Regions from separate parts of the Mus musculus genome. Here all the other regions are linked to region 2. Evidence: chromatin contacts called from public HiChIP or PLAC-seq data. All regions are on one chromosome and are shown on one strand. Each heading gives the region's core, a stretch centred on a gene start, on an enhancer-like site or on the middle of the called end of the contact. The rest is flanking DNA. Distances are from core to core; before and after follow the strand shown. Region 1 holds the start of Azin1 (antizyme inhibitor 1). Region 2 holds the start of Fzd6 (frizzled class receptor 6). Region 3 has its middle 19 kb from the start of Gm45924. Region 4 overlaps Atp6v1c1 (ATPase, H+ transporting, lysosomal V1 subunit C1). Region 5 overlaps Gm45924 (predicted gene, 45924).

Region 1 (2,700 bases), core at 195-2,694, 490 kb after region 2:
GCAGGCTAGGACTGACTGCTAGTGATAAAATGGCCTTTGGTTTTTCCTTTTTCCAGACAGGGTTTCACTACGTGTAGCTCAAGCTGTCTAGAAACCAGGCTAACTTTGAACTCAAGAGATCCATCAGCTTCTGCCTTCTTATGCTGGGATTAAAGGCATGCACCACCTCATCCAGCTAGAAAAAGGATTTTAAATATAAGGGGAGGGGGGAGGCTACATCCGTCATTTTACTTTAGTAATAAAAGTTTATTAAATAATAGAGAATAGAGAAAAAACGGCCGGGCAGTAGTGGCGCACGCCTTTAATCCCAGCACTTGGGAGGCAGAGGCAGGCAGATTTCTGAGTTCGAGGCCAGTCTGGTCTACAGAGTGAGTTCCAGGACAGCCAGGGCTATACAGAGAAACCCTGTCTCGAAAAACTGAAGAAAAACAAAACAAAACAAACAAGATTAGAGAGAAACCCTGGTGTGGTGGCACGTGCCTTTAGCAGGAGCACCTAGGAGCACCTATATACCAGGCAGAGTTCAAGGCTAGCCTGGTATATAGAGGGAGTTCCAGGACAGCTTGGGTTGCACAGAGAAAGCCTTTCTGGAGAAACAAAACAAAAGAATAAAAAAAAAGAATGACTTCAAACGAGAAATGCAGAGGATTAAAGAGATGTGCCTTTAAGTCATGTAACTTCAGCAACACTGGCCCCGCTTTAATAGGGCTGGGTCTGACTGCATCAACCCTTTTTGAAAATGAAGACAAAGAAAGAAAAGCCACATTTAAAAAAAAAATCTACTGCACCATATTGCAACATGCGAACACGGAGGAACATTCTGGTACGATCAAAGCCTCAGTAACCACACCGGACTGGTTCTTGCTGGCCACGGGGAACTCATTTTCATAACGGAGCTCCGCAACCCATGGAGAGGCGGGAACCTCTCCCTCGGAATACAGTCCCCGGGCATAGTATACAGTTGTTACATAAACTAGTGCACCGAGAAAGCCCCGTGATGGCGCACACCCTCCTCTCCTAAAATACTGGAGTCGGTAAGCCGAGGACCCAGGACGGTCCCGAAGGCTGCCGTCAGCATGGACTAGCTGCCGGCTCACAAAGCGGATCGTTGGCTGCTAGCGTGGCGCGCAGGCGCCGCAAGGGCGAGGGCGCGATCCGCGATCCGCTGGGCCGCGCGCCCTCTGCCCCGCCTACGAAACTAGCAGCCCGCTGGGGAGCGGCTGCAGCGCGAGGGCGGGAAGCGAGCGCCGGGCCAGCACCTGCCAGGCCCGGTGGTCCCGCCCTTCGGCCCCCTAACTGCACAAGGCTGTCCTTCCCCTTCCGCCCCTCCCACATTCCCCGGCGGCACAGGCCCCACCCCCGTCGTGCGGCCGACCGGCCGTCTGTGACGTCAGCAGCCCCCGCCCCCCTGAGTATAAATACTGGCGTCTCTGGCACCGCCTTCCCACACTCTCTGGCTCAACTCTCGCCGCGGTGTTTCCGTTTTTCTCTCTGGTTGTCTCCTGCTCTGCTCTTCTCATCCTTCTCGCTCTGCTGCTCTGCGGAGTGACGAGGCTGAATCCTCTCCCCACCCAGTTCGCGCCTTTCTTCTTTTTCTCGCGCCGCTCCATTTCTCCAGTTCGGCTGCCGCCGCCACTGCTGCTCAGCTGGTGTCGGTGCCGCGCGTTTCCCCCACGTCGTCCCCGCAGCCTATGGCCCAGGCCGCCTTGGGTATTTCTGCTCAAGGTAACCACATCCCTCTTTAAAAATTCCGCCGAAAAAGAGAAGACGCTTTACCCGACTCTTTGGGCCGTTATCTCACGTGAGTACCGGACTTAGGGGCGCGGGAGGGTCCGGCGCCTGGGCTGGGCCACGCCGCCCTCGGTGTCCCCGCAGTGCCCCGCAGCCGGCGGCCTCGAACATGGCGGCCGGCGGCGTGTGTGGCGGCTGCCGGTGGCCCGGGCGGCGGCCGGCGCCTCGCGACCCAGGGCGGCAGCCGACAGCCGCGGTTGAGCGAGGGGGCGTGTGCGCGTGGGGCCGCGCTCGGGGGCAGGCTGGCGGTGGTCGCTGTTCCCTCTCGGCGGCATGCGGCCCCCACCCCACTCCCGTGGTGCATTGCTGTTTCCGGGGAGGGGGTCCGGCGGCAGCCTGGAGGGCTGGGGGTCCCATCGCCCTCTCCCTGTCTCAGTGCCTGCAGGGGGTTGTGGTGCGGAGTGGACGGGCTGCGGCGGCCGGGGCTCCGGGTTATGAATGGAGCGGGGCGGGCCTCGAGCCGGCATCTGGTGACAGCTGGGAGGAGGCTGGATTCTTGCGGGCGGGAGAGGGGGTGCGGAGTGCGCGCTCCCCCTCTGGCGGTGGAAAGTTGACCTCACTCGGGGCCGGCGGCGGGGAAGCCCCGGTGTCAAGTAGCAAGCGAATAGGCCTTTGGCCCTTTCTGGAAACCTCGGCGCTGCTGACCCGCCCCTGCGGCTCTCCTGATTGGGCCAAGTCGCTTTCACTTACCCCAGTCACCTCCTGAAGCCTGGAGATTAGTCACCATGGCTTCGTTTTCTGGTCCTAGCTGTGATCGCGGGGCAGAAAGAGGGCGAAGGGTAGGTTGATGCGGCTTATCAAGGACTCTGTTGGCTGCCAGCGGTTAGTAGTGTTTAAACGTTTTATGGTATTAAGTATCATGAACGTGTGTTACTGGCTGAACGAAGCAAGCAGTTTACACTGTTTACA
Region 2 (2,700 bases), core at 56-2,555:
TAGGCATGAAAATCCACTCACCCCCATTTCCACAGCAGCGATCCCCTGGTCATAATGACCCATCAGGTTAGGGAAGAACGTCATGTTGTAAGTCATTTTCATACATCTGGGAACGGTGATTGGCTCACAGGTGAAAAGGCTGTGTCCTCTTACGAGGGGCAGAAGAATGCACGCCAACAGAAACGGGGACCTTTCCATCTTGCCAGACTCCGATTTTACCACATGGCTTGGATTATTCTTATGCTCCTTTCCGCATCAAAAAGATTCTCAAATCAGAGATAAAATGTACAAATTCCTCATTGCATTCTTTGTACCATTTTGATAGAAGCTGTTTCCTGAAAATGAATTCTGGGGCAACTGCTGTAAAAACAAACCCAAAGTGTGTTATCAGTAACATTCGTCACAAAGTCAAATCCAAGTCAAATGTCATGCTAGGTAACTAATGCTACAAAGAAAGAAAAAAATGTGGAAAATTCCATCCTAGCAAGAGACATATCCACCTGCCCGGGCGCGGATGTATCACTTTGCTAAGGAAGCCTCAATTCTAGGGAACTGCTGATGAAGGGTTATACTGTCTAAAACACCGGGTAAGAGGAGGCACGGCATAAGCAAGTTGGAGCGAGGAAAGGGGTGATGGTGGTTAGAAGAAAGGGGGTCTAGGGGCCCCTTGGCCATCTCACTATATGGGGAAAATGAGGACAAGTGACCCAGACAGAGTTCTTCAACTTTAGCTCTCTCTACAATCGCAGACTTCTGCGGATGTGCCTTTCCTGTTTTCGCAAAGGCGAAAATCAGTCTGCTGGGGTTGAGCGAGGTCCCCCTAGGAAGAGTGGGCCTGGGTGGTGACTCCTTTGCGCTTCTTCACCTCCAGCACTTTCCCCTTCAACGCGCTCACCCCGTGCCCCCTGTACCCCGAATTCCACCCAGCGCAAACCTTCCACGGTCAGCTCATGGGGACTGCGGGAGGCTCCCCTGAGCCCCCGGGGTCCCGCGTCGGGCACCTGTTCCCGGCCTGCAGCCGAGCAGCTCCGTCCCCGGCCTGCGGGGACCCAGAGTCACTTTCCAGGAGTTGCGTGGGACTCCGAGGCGACGCACCTGCGGCTCCGATCCCGGCCGCTGCCCGCCCGCCCCGTCGGGCCGGGGACGCCTCACCTCGGGCGGCAGAGGAAGGTGGCTGTCCCTCGGCGTCGCGCGGCCCCGCCACCCCAGACAGCCGGGGCGAGCTTTCGGTGGGGGGCAGCGTCCGGGCCTCGACCGCCTCCGGGGCCGCAACGGGGAGCGAGAGCTGGGCGATCCCGCGAGACTGCGCCGCCAGGTCGGGCGGGCAGGTTGGGGCTCGCGGCGGCGGGACCGGCCCTGCGCCCCGCCCAGCCCAGCCGGCCGCGGTGCGGGGGCCGCCGAGCTGTCGCCTCCGCTCGCACCGCGGACCCAGGCGTGAGACCCAGGCCGTTGGGGAAGTGCCCTGCAGAGCACACTTTCCGTTCTGGAAGCGAGGAGCCTTAGCCGCGGGGATCTGCTCTGTAGTGAGTGGTAGCTGAGATCAGAGTTAGCGAGGAACTTCCTGAGTTCTTGGCTGAAAAGCCTATTAACTCGGGGAGTCTGGCCACCACCTTGAACGGCAGGTGCCAGCTTCGGCCGGTTCTACAGCTTTACTGCTGCAAAAGCCCCACAGAAAGTTAACTGCTTTAGTCAACGTGGTTTTGAGAACCAGCTCTGCCACCATCACTTCAGATAAATTACCAAAAAGGGGCGTGGGGATGTGTAGAGTCCTCTCTATGTAGACATGATAAATGAATACAAGAATGGTTACTAATTTTTGAGTCCTTTACATTCAATAATGCCTGATATGTAGGACTCTGGTATGAGGTACAAAGGAACTTGTTGGCAAACACAAAGTGTCTTCTCTTCTTTCTTTCTTTCTTTCTTTCTTCTTCTTCTTCTTCTTTTTCTTCTTCTTCTTCTTCTTCTTCTTCTTCTTCTTCTTTCTTCTTCTTTCCTCCTCCTCCTCTTCTTCCTCTTTTCTTCTTCTTCTTGTTCCTAATGGGGATAGAACCCAGGGTCTTGTGCATACTGGTACTAGCATGCCTACTATGTTAAGCTACAGTCCCAGCCTGTAAAATAACTTTTAAATGGAGACTGCTGTTAGCTGAATCACTGTGCTGCTGAAAAATGTCACATTTCAGTACTTGGGACACCACCGAATAACCAGACAAGATTTGAAATCTGGAAACATCAACTAGAGATGAATTTTGGAGAACTCTTTCCCAGCTTTATCAAAAAACTTAGGACAAGCCGGTCATGGTTGCACACATCTTCAGTCCCAGCACTCAGGAGGCAGAAGCAGGCAGACCTTTGAGTTCCCAGACAGCTAGGCTACACAGAGAAACCCTGCCTTGAAAACAAAACTAAACAAAAAAAAGCTTAGGACAACTGTAAAGGACGAGACCATGTTAAAGAAATGTTAATACTAATTGTCTTAATCTTAATATTATTAAAAGTCAGACAGTTTATGTATTGAAAAATGGGTTTCTATGTAAGATGTTTTCTATGTAGAAAATTAACCTTCTACGTGGGAAGAATATTTCTCAGAAAAATGTTAAGTTTCTATATAGAAGGAATATATCTCAGCTGAGTGTGGTGGCACAGGCCTGGAATTGCAGTACTTGAAAGGCCAAGACAGAAGGATCTCAAATTCAAGAC
Region 3 (2,700 bases), core at 72-2,571, 300 kb after region 2:
CAGACTTCGGCATAGATGAGGGGTGAAGCGGAAGCCTCCAACCATTGCAGCCATTGGCTCCTGCGGTGCACTCTGGCCACACTTGGCATCTCTATTCCAACACAGCCCTAAGACAAACTCATGTTTATTCATGAGAAGGCGGCTCCTAGGAAGCTACCCTTCCCTTCCTCCCACTGCTAACTGTTGCTAAGGTCACTACAATCCTTCACAAGCCCCAGAGAAGTCCTTAATTGACCCCTTACCTCTGAAGGCACCCGAGGTCAGGAAGGACACAAGACTGCCTTGGTGACAGGCACTGTTTCAGTCACTCATTAGCTCCAAACATCGGCCATGACCCACACTTCTTAGCTAAGCTGATTTTCCTGTTGTTCTGTCTGAAAAGACATCTGTAAATGGCTCTATTTAAGCATTGCAGTTTCTTTCTCTCAAAAATGCTACCAAGCTCCACATGTTTTTAACTGCAATTGGGTGGCTTCCCTTTCTAATTAACTCAAGTGGCCTCTTCCTGATAATGGTGGCTATAATTATGCAGCACTTAACTCCTGGAGGACTGTTTTACAATTGGAGGACAGACGGACAAGGTGACCTTTTCCACCCTTGTTTTTCTGTGCTTGCTTCTGAGGAAGAGGAAGGCATTACTCTCCACATGCAAAATGGTTTGCACGGTTCAGAGGGACAGCCTGTGAGGCGCCCGCCCGCCCCTGTTCCCTTTATTCTCTTCCTGCGGTGCTCAGTAGCTGAGTCAGTGGGGTCAGGGCTATTGCGCACGTCTTTGGTGATGTGAGACACTGTGGGAGGAGGGACATGGTGATACTGTCATTATTGAAAATCACTTCCACCCACCAGCTGAGTCACTGGGACGTCACTACTTAGGATTCTGCATCAGTCTCAAAAATATCCCTCTGCAGAGCTTTCCTCTCTGCGGGGCCTGCCTGCTGCTCCGCTCTGAGGAAAATGCTGGTCTCCACAGAAAGCCCTGCGTCTGCACTGCCACGCCCATACGGTGCTGCCCTGCCCACCAGTGCAACACCAGACCTGTCCTATATGAGTTCTGACGGAGGCCAAGCAAATAACCTGAACTTTGCACGAAGATTCGAGGAGGCTGAAGAAGACCTCATTCATCTAAGAAAAGAAGCCAGGCGTAGAATCTAAGTTCCCTCCCTCTCAGCCTTGCTCTGAACTATAACAGAGGGGTAAAGACCTGGAGTCTGAAATAAGGATCTCTCCCCGAAATCCCATCAGTGGTAACATAGCACTCTGCTGAAATGACTGGGTTGCCTTCACTCAACCGCAGACTTCAGAACAAACTAGAGTGCCCCGCCCCCAGACCTTTTTTCTTGTTTTCAGATCACGAGTAATAATCACTCCCAGCTCCTCCAAGTTCAGACCGAGAGCTTTCCTACAAACGCTTGGCTGCTTTCCAGACCACCACTGAGAGTCCAGAAGGAAAAGTAATTTGCCACATGGTGAGGTGGTAGGGACGGGTGGTTAAGGTCTCAACTTTGGAGCCAGACAGACTGGAGGAAGACTGATAGGCGCGCCATTGGGCGTGGGGGGAGATAGGGCATGGGGAAGAGCTGACTAGGTTCTCAGTTTCCAGCCACCATTATCACCACGGGGCTGTTCTGAGGATTAAATGAGATGATGACCAAAGCACTCAGTGTAGGGTGACATTTACCAAACCCTCTGCAAAGGTCACAGCTGCTACTGTGAATTTAGGATAATTACCCCCCAGTCTCGTGCCTGGCAGTGGCTGACCCTGGTCAGATACTGTGAATGCTGGGTCTGGTCTCACTTTTGAAGACTTTTCTGTAATGGCTTTTGTGCAGGAGAGTCCTGGGTCTGAAGCCACTGAGTTACACTCTCAGGCCTAGGCAGGTTTTTTTTTTTTTCCCCTCCAAAAATAAATTATTTAAGTTTTAATAATTATTTAAATATATGTTAAATTTAAAATATGGTATTCTATTTTTGAGCAGTTTTTAGAATCATGTTGGCATAGCAAATCTTTACTGGAAAAAAAAAATTTTTTTTCTTTTATCGTATGAGTGAATAGAGCCCCCTACTGTTTGGATAGTCTGACCTGTCTGGGTTTTGATTTTTAGTTTGTTGTTGTGGAGTTTGCGCTTGATTCATTCAATTTGCAAACTCTTGAGCCCCTTCTAGAAGGGTCTGTGAGGCTCAGAGAATTGGTTAATACATCTACTAAGCACAGCCCTGAGAACGTGGGGACACCTGCCTCTCCCCTGAGAACTTGGGGACACCTGCCTCTCCCCTGAGAACTTGGGGACACCTGCCTCTCCCCCTGAGAACGTGGGGACACCTGCCTCTCCCCTGAGATCGTGGGGACACCTGCCTCTCCCCTGAGAACGTGGGGACACCTGCCTCTCCCCTGAGAACGTAGGGTCACCTGCCTCTCCAAGGTTAAAAGCCGGTGAGAACAGGGCATGCTTTTGGAAGAAGGAGGCACAGGGCAAGCTTCCACGTCAGAGCTGTGGTCCTCCTCACAGGGGCTGAGAACCCTCTCACTGGCCTCTATGGGGCAATATCTGAGGAAGCCTTGGCACGTGGCTAACACAGAACGATCCGTGACAGACAGCTCCTTTCCCTATCCACTATGCTTTGAGGTGATGGCTGAAAGCTACACCCAGCCTCCATCCTTCAGAAGTGGACGCAGGGGTTGGATCTAGGCCCCAGACTCTG
Region 4 (2,700 bases), core at 78-2,577, 320 kb after region 2:
AATAAGCTCTGATGGAAATGTCTGCTCTTTGAGCTTCCAGGCACACAGCATGTGACATCTGCCTGCTAGGAAGCAGAGCAGTCAGTGGGGTAAGTGGTTGTGCAGCTGTGCAGGGTCAAGGGTTCCCTGGTGTCTGAGGAAAGCCTGGGCTGGCCTGGGAGGAGCTGCCACAGGCATCTCCTTCTTATACACAACCCTGAGCTGCTGGGGATGGACACATATTTAATTGTACATCTTCATTACCTTTGAGACAAGCTCTCATGTAACCAAGGATAACCTAGAACTCCCTTACCCTCTGCTCTTCCCCCAGTGCTGGGATTACAGGGTGTGCCCCCACAGCCAGTGTTTGGCACTGTGGCACTGTGGCTTTGTGCACGTTAAGTAAGCACTCTACTGAACTACATCTTCAGTCCCAACATTTACATTTTTCAAGCACCAAATTATAAACTACATTTTCATATTTTCCTCCCCTTTCAGTATCCCCAGAATGTATTTTTCCATTTTCCAAGAATCAAAAGCAAAATAAGCTCTAAAAAAAATCCAATGAAGAGACTACAAAAGGAGGCTGCGGCTCAGAGGTGGGACCTGAGGTGTAAAGGGGCTGAGGCAGGCATGGACACACAGCCCAGCTGTGGGAGTGCTGACAGAGGGACCTGGCACTTGCTGGCTGCCTATAATCCCTACACTCTAAAGCTGAGGCAAGAGAGTCCCCGAGCTCCAGACGGCCCTGGGCCACACAGTGCATTCCACCTGACCATGGGATGAAACTGTCTCAAAAGAGGAGGATAGTAAAGGACCTCAAACCCTAGTCAGAGACAGCAGCACTGCTTCATCCTCTGCTGCACACTGACAACACTAAGGAAGGACACGTACAAACTGCTTCTTCTTGTCAGTAGACAGCCTGGTCATTTCTTCTTTATCTGCTTTCATCTCCTCCTCGTTATACTGGAAGTCACGAACTATGAACCTAAATATGGAGGAAAATCCAAATTTGTCTACACCACATATAGCCAAGCCAACACATTTAAAAAAAAAAAAATATACATCTCTGTATATACATGAGACAGATTAGACAGATAGACTTACTTGTTTTCTCTGGCTTTGTGTCTGAAATCATCAACTGCTTTTCTAAACAAGGTGACGTTACAAAGATAACTGTCTTGGTCCTCTGAAAGAACACTAAAGGGGGAAAAAGTCATTTTAAGCTCTATACTTAAACAGCAGAATTGAGAAACAGGATGAGAAGGGACCCTCACCTCACTTCATCTGCACCACCTCCAACGGGAAAGACAATGGGCACTCCTGACAGACAGGCCTTCACACCCTCTACCACACCTCCTAGCTAACAAAGTTATCTGCTCACACTCTGGAGCGTGCAGTTCAACTTCTAGCACCAGTCTGCTTGGTCAAACTGTCTCTTCTTGTCTCATGAACTATTCTTCCTCTTTCCAGTCTAATCCAGCCAGCTCACCAGGGTCTGCCTCAACCACTCTGGACTGCTATCAACTCCTGTCTCCCCACCCACCACACCCCCAATCAGAACTTGCCAGCTCGGTAACAGAACCCAGGTACTCTCCTAACCACTGAGCCACCTCTCCAGCCCATAGTATTTATTTATAATATGGTGATTCTAAAACAGAAGCAAGACTGATGAAACTGAAAGGGTTCTTGAGGAATTTAAATGCTTTCTTTTTAATTAAATAAATTAAAATTAGACAAAGTATTTTAAGTTTCATTTTCCCCAGAAGCCTAGTGAACTCCTCATCCGTCCAGTAAATTCAGGTGCTAACTACAGAGCTCACCTAAAGGCTGGCTTTAAGAACTAAATCTGCCCTGGCTCTTGACCAATCAGCTGGTCAGTCACTTGAGGCCACCTCCACAGCACAGGACAGGGAGGGCCTCACCGCCATCATCAGTGAAGTGCTCCTGATTCAGAACACTGACACCTCCTTCCCTAAGCCACCCTATGAAATGATCGCCTAGTTCTTTTCCTAGTGCCTTTCAAACTCAGGTGGACAGTGAGCCACAGGAAGGGTTTTAATGAGAGCTGGAGAGATGGCTCAGCAGTTAAGAGCAGGTTGAGGTTGAGGTCTCAGATTCATAACTACAGTTTCAGGGGAGCCAATGCCTTCTTTGACATCCCTGGGCACCAGGCATGCACATGGTACACATGTACACACACACACACACACACACACACACACACACACACACACACACACACAAACACTCCTAAAAGAATCTTTCAAATTTAAGAATATTAGTTGAAAACAAATAAACCTGGATGTGATGGATCACACCTGTGATCCCAACACTTGGGAATCTGAGCCATGAAGATCATTAGGAGTACAAGGCCAGCCCGGGCCACAGAGTGAATTCTAAGCTAGCCTGCACTACAGAAAGAGAATCTTTCTCAAAAGGAATCCAAAATCTAGGTAAGATGATACCCACGTATGCACTATCTAGCTAAGATGGTATTACTCAGCCCTTGGGAGGCAGAGTTGAAAGGATCATGAGCCCCAAGCCAGACCTGGCTACACATATGTCAAGCTTGGCCTGGTGGAACATACAGCCCTTGAGAGATAGAGACAGGCAAAGTATGAGTTCAGGCCAGCCTGGGCTACATGAGAAACTGTCTCAATAGAAATAAAAAGAAAAGGAAAGGAGAGAGGGAAGGAGGGAGGGAGGAAAGAATAGAGG
Region 5 (2,700 bases), core at 138-2,637, 280 kb after region 2:
CAAACCTGTGGGCTGGATCAGTGGCTATGGAGGTAAAAGAGCTTGCAGTTTGTCCAGGGGACCTGAGTTCCGTTCCCAACAACCAAGTAAGGAACCCCCAACCACCCATAATTCCAGCTCTGGGGGACTGAATGCCTCTGGCTTCTGCAGACATCATGAGTACACACACACACACACACACACACACACACACCACCCCTAATCATAATTAAACACTAGTAAAATTTAACCTCAAAAAGTGTGTTTACTTAGGACAGAATGTTTGTGGCCCTAAACCTACATAATGTACCTTGTGAAGCCTACACCTTCCTTTACAAAGGGAAATTCTTTAGGATAAGGAAGACAAGATAAGTAAGACAGCTCTCTTTCCTTGGGGGGGGGGGGGTTGTTTTGTTTTGTTTTTACTTAAGTTTTAAACTTTGTTTAATCTTTAAGTCTTGTTGTAATTACATCCTTTGACCATGTGACTTAGACACACAGGATTACATATAGAGCTATTACAAAGATACCTGTGGGTGACTAACTTTCTCTATAGAAGCCAGCACCATGTCTTGTGGCTGTGCATTGTCTTTTTCCTGGGTGTCTTGCAGAACTCCCTACAGCCTGTCCTTGGATCTGAAGCATGTCAATAATTTACCTTTATGTAATGAACCTGCCAATTTTGCTTCACTTCTGACTTGTCCTTTAATTAGTTTCCAAAACTTAGTCAAATATTTGGTTTTACTGGAGTGGAGGTCCCTAGAGGATATAACTCCTCAGGCTGCGGTGGCAGTGTGGAGCTTTGTCCCCTTCACCACCACTGATAGTTATTATTAGAGTGTGTGGTAGTCCAGGGATACGGTATTGAGTTCTCACTACTGCTCGACTGATGGCTGATTGTATACGCCAGTGAATCTCAACCTGTGCGTCATGTCACCTTCGGGTGTTATGAACGACGCTTTCCCCAGGATTGTCTAAGGCCATCAGAAAGCAGATATTTACATTATGATCCATAGCAAAATTACAGTTATGAAATATCAGTGAAAATAATTTTTGGTTGGGGGTCACCACAACATGAGGAACGGTATTAAAGGGTTGCAGCATTAGGAAGGTTGAGAGCCACTGATACACACCATTCCAAACCTTATCAGTTAAGAGCATTTTACAGCTCATTCTATCAACACAAAGAGCCACCCACCTAGTCCTCTGGCTGCAGGACCCCACGGTTGTGTGAGGTGCTAGGACTCTGGTTTCCCGGAGCAGGCCCTAGCTGTTAACTGCAATCCCATTCTTAGAACAAACCCCACTCCATCCTTGTGTCTTAAGATTCTCCTGTGAGTCAGGAGCTTTTACTATGAGAAACAGCCACACCCTTGGGTCACTGTAGCATCAGATGTTTAAGGAGCATGAGTCAGACAAAAAAAAAGACCTTGGGAAGAGCAGGAGGCAGTGCAACTCCATCCTGGGCTGCAGGCACCAAGCCTGTGAGGACTTCCTTTCTGAGGTACCCAGACTCACACAGCAACACCCACTCCAACTGTGCTGGCCTCCCTCTGATTACCTGAGGCCAAAAAGCTGCACTGGAAAAGGGCAGGGTTCCCAGTGCACAGCCAGCAGCCATGAAAGGAGACCTGCCTTCATCTACCAGGTATAGCTAGGATGGTAGTGGACAGGTTAGAGAACCATGAGACCCTATGAGCTGACATACGTGATTCCTGCTCGGGAAGGGAGGAGCCTGAGTGGGCTGGATCCCTGCTGAGCAAGTGAGGCTGGCATCACAAAGACCCTGGTGAAGCAATCTTTTTTGTTTGTTTGTTTGTTTGTTTGTTTGTCTTGTTTTGTTTTTCTTTTTTATTAGATATTTTCTTCATTTACATTTCAAATGCTATCCCGGAAGTTCCCTATACTCTCCCTTTGCCCTGCTCCCCTACCCACCCACTCCTGCTTCTTGGCCCTGGTGTTCCCTGTACTGAAGCATATAAAGTTTGCAATTCCAAGGGGCCTCTCTTCCCAGTGATGGCCGACTAGGCCATCTTCTGCTACATATGCAGCTAGAGACACGAGCTCTGGGGGTACTGGTTAGTTCATATTGTTGTTCCACCTACAGTGTTGCAGACCCCTTCAGCTCCTTGGGTGCTTTCTCTAGCTTCTCCATTGGGGGCCCTATGTTCCATCTTATAGATGATTGTGAGCATCCACTTCTGTATTTGCCAGGCACTGGCATAGCCTCATATGAGACAGCTATACCAGGGTCCCTTCAGCAAAATCTTGCTGGCATATGCAATAGTGTCTGGGTTTGGTGGCTGATTATGGGATGGATCCCTGGTAGGGTAGTCTCTGAATAATCCTTCCTTTCATCTTAGCTCCAAACTTTGTCTCTGTGACTCCTTTCATGAGTATTTTGTTCTCTATTCTAAGGAGGAATGAAGCATCCACCCATTGGTCTTCCCTCTTCTTGATTTTCTTGTGTTTTGTAAATTGTATCTTGGGTGCTCTATGTTTCTGGGCTAATATCCACTTATCAGTGAGTGCATATCTAATGACTTCTTTTGTGATTGGGTTACCTCACTCAGGATGATATCCTCCAGATACATCCATTTGTCTAAGAATTTCATAAATTCATTGTTTTTAATAGCTGAGTAGGACTCCATTGTGTGAATGTACCACATTTTCTGTATCCATTCTTCTGTTGAAGGGCATCTGGGTTCTTTCCAGCTTCTG

Evidence for each region. HiChIP or PLAC-seq counts read pairs in DNA pulled down with a chosen protein or histone mark.
Region 1: an HNF4G HiChIP or PLAC-seq map of pancreatic cancer cells shows a contact between it and region 2. The contact joins the promoter of Azin1 here to the promoter of Fzd6 in region 2. A contact is called at or near these places in 3 of 484 Hi-C or Micro-C datasets (cardiomyocytes and embryonic stem cells) and 3 of 115 datasets of contacts at active chromatin or transcription factors (differentiating embryonic stem cells, extraembryonic endoderm stem cells and pancreatic cancer cells).
Region 3: a FOXA1 HiChIP or PLAC-seq map of pancreatic cancer cells shows a contact between it and region 2. The contact joins the enhancer-like site here to the promoter of Fzd6 in region 2. A contact is called at or near these places in 22 of 39 promoter capture datasets (the 3T3-L1 cell line, 3T3-L1-derived adipocytes, the C10 cell line and 14 more), 3 of 15 datasets of contacts at CTCF or cohesin (the NIH/3T3 cell line and embryonic stem cells), 42 of 484 Hi-C or Micro-C datasets (the 4T1 cell line, the C2C12 cell line, the HL-1 cell line and 24 more), 30 of 115 datasets of contacts at active chromatin or transcription factors (the NIH/3T3 cell line, astrocytes, bone marrow-derived macrophages and 18 more) and 4 of 9 other capture datasets (adipose tissue, embryonic stem cells, liver and 1 more).
Region 4: a contact with region 2 is called in an H3K27ac HiChIP or PLAC-seq map of extraembryonic endoderm stem cells, with 5 times the contacts expected there. The contact joins the enhancer-like site here to the promoter of Fzd6 in region 2. A contact is called at or near these places in 6 of 39 promoter capture datasets (cancer-associated fibroblasts, cranial neural crest, hippocampal neurons and 2 more), 2 of 15 datasets of contacts at CTCF or cohesin (the NIH/3T3 cell line and embryonic stem cells), 18 of 484 Hi-C or Micro-C datasets (the 4T1 cell line, the HL-1 cell line, LSK cells and 9 more), 11 of 115 datasets of contacts at active chromatin or transcription factors (craniofacial prominence, embryonic limb bud, embryonic stem cells and 6 more) and 4 of 9 other capture datasets (adipose tissue, embryonic stem cells, liver and 1 more).
Region 5: a CTCF HiChIP or PLAC-seq map of the NIH/3T3 cell line shows a contact between it and region 2, with 6 read pairs. The contact joins the enhancer-like site here to the promoter of Fzd6 in region 2. A contact is called at or near these places in 8 of 39 promoter capture datasets (the 3T3-L1 cell line, the C10 cell line, the HPC-7 cell line and 5 more), 1 of 15 datasets of contacts at CTCF or cohesin (the NIH/3T3 cell line), 8 of 484 Hi-C or Micro-C datasets (the HL-1 cell line, the N1E-115 cell line, Th1 cells and 5 more), 15 of 115 datasets of contacts at active chromatin or transcription factors (astrocytes, craniofacial prominence, embryonic basal ganglia and 10 more) and 2 of 9 other capture datasets (adipose tissue and liver).

Annotation. Positions count from the first base shown.
Region 1 is chr15:38,518,010-38,520,709 of GRCm38.p6, reverse strand. It overlaps Azin1 (antizyme inhibitor 1), which reads left to right and starts at 1,444. Exons shown (of 12, transcript NM_018745.5): 1 at 1,444-1,801.
Region 2 is chr15:39,004,885-39,007,584 of GRCm38.p6, reverse strand. Fzd6 (frizzled class receptor 6) reads right to left here and starts at 1,305. Exons shown (of 7, transcript NM_001162494.1): 1 at 1,153-1,305; 2 at 22-360. The coding sequence starts at 198. It overlaps Gm26704 (a long non-coding RNA gene), which reads left to right and starts at 516. Exons shown (of 2, transcript XR_875317.3): 1 at 516-1,523.
Region 3 is chr15:38,708,457-38,711,156 of GRCm38.p6, reverse strand. No RefSeq gene overlaps it. Among named protein-coding and RNA genes, the nearest start is that of Gm45924, 19 kb to the left of the region's middle. Within about 2 kb of position 1,321, at least 243 of the 459 cell types and tissues checked have an H3K27ac peak or open chromatin away from gene starts, as enhancers often do. A contact at or near this core is called in the 4T1 cell line, the C2C12 cell line, the HL-1 cell line and 38 more, where this site is marked.
Region 4 is chr15:38,685,283-38,687,982 of GRCm38.p6, reverse strand. Atp6v1c1 (ATPase, H+ transporting, lysosomal V1 subunit C1) reads right to left here. Exons shown (of 13, transcript NM_025494.3): 9 at 1,087-1,179; 10 at 874-967. Among named protein-coding and RNA genes, the nearest start is that of Atp6v1c1, 25 kb to the right of the region's middle. Within about 2 kb of position 1,327, at least 4 of the 459 cell types and tissues checked have an H3K27ac peak or open chromatin away from gene starts, as enhancers often do. A contact at or near this core is called in extraembryonic endoderm stem cells, where this site is marked.
Region 5 is chr15:38,724,583-38,727,282 of GRCm38.p6, reverse strand. All of the region lies in intron 1 of Gm45924 (predicted gene, 45924), which reads left to right. Among named protein-coding and RNA genes, the nearest start is that of Gm45924, 2.6 kb to the left of the region's middle. Within about 2 kb of position 1,387, at least 17 of the 459 cell types and tissues checked have an H3K27ac peak or open chromatin away from gene starts, as enhancers often do. A contact at or near this core is called in the HL-1 cell line, the N1E-115 cell line, the NIH/3T3 cell line and 2 more, where this site is marked.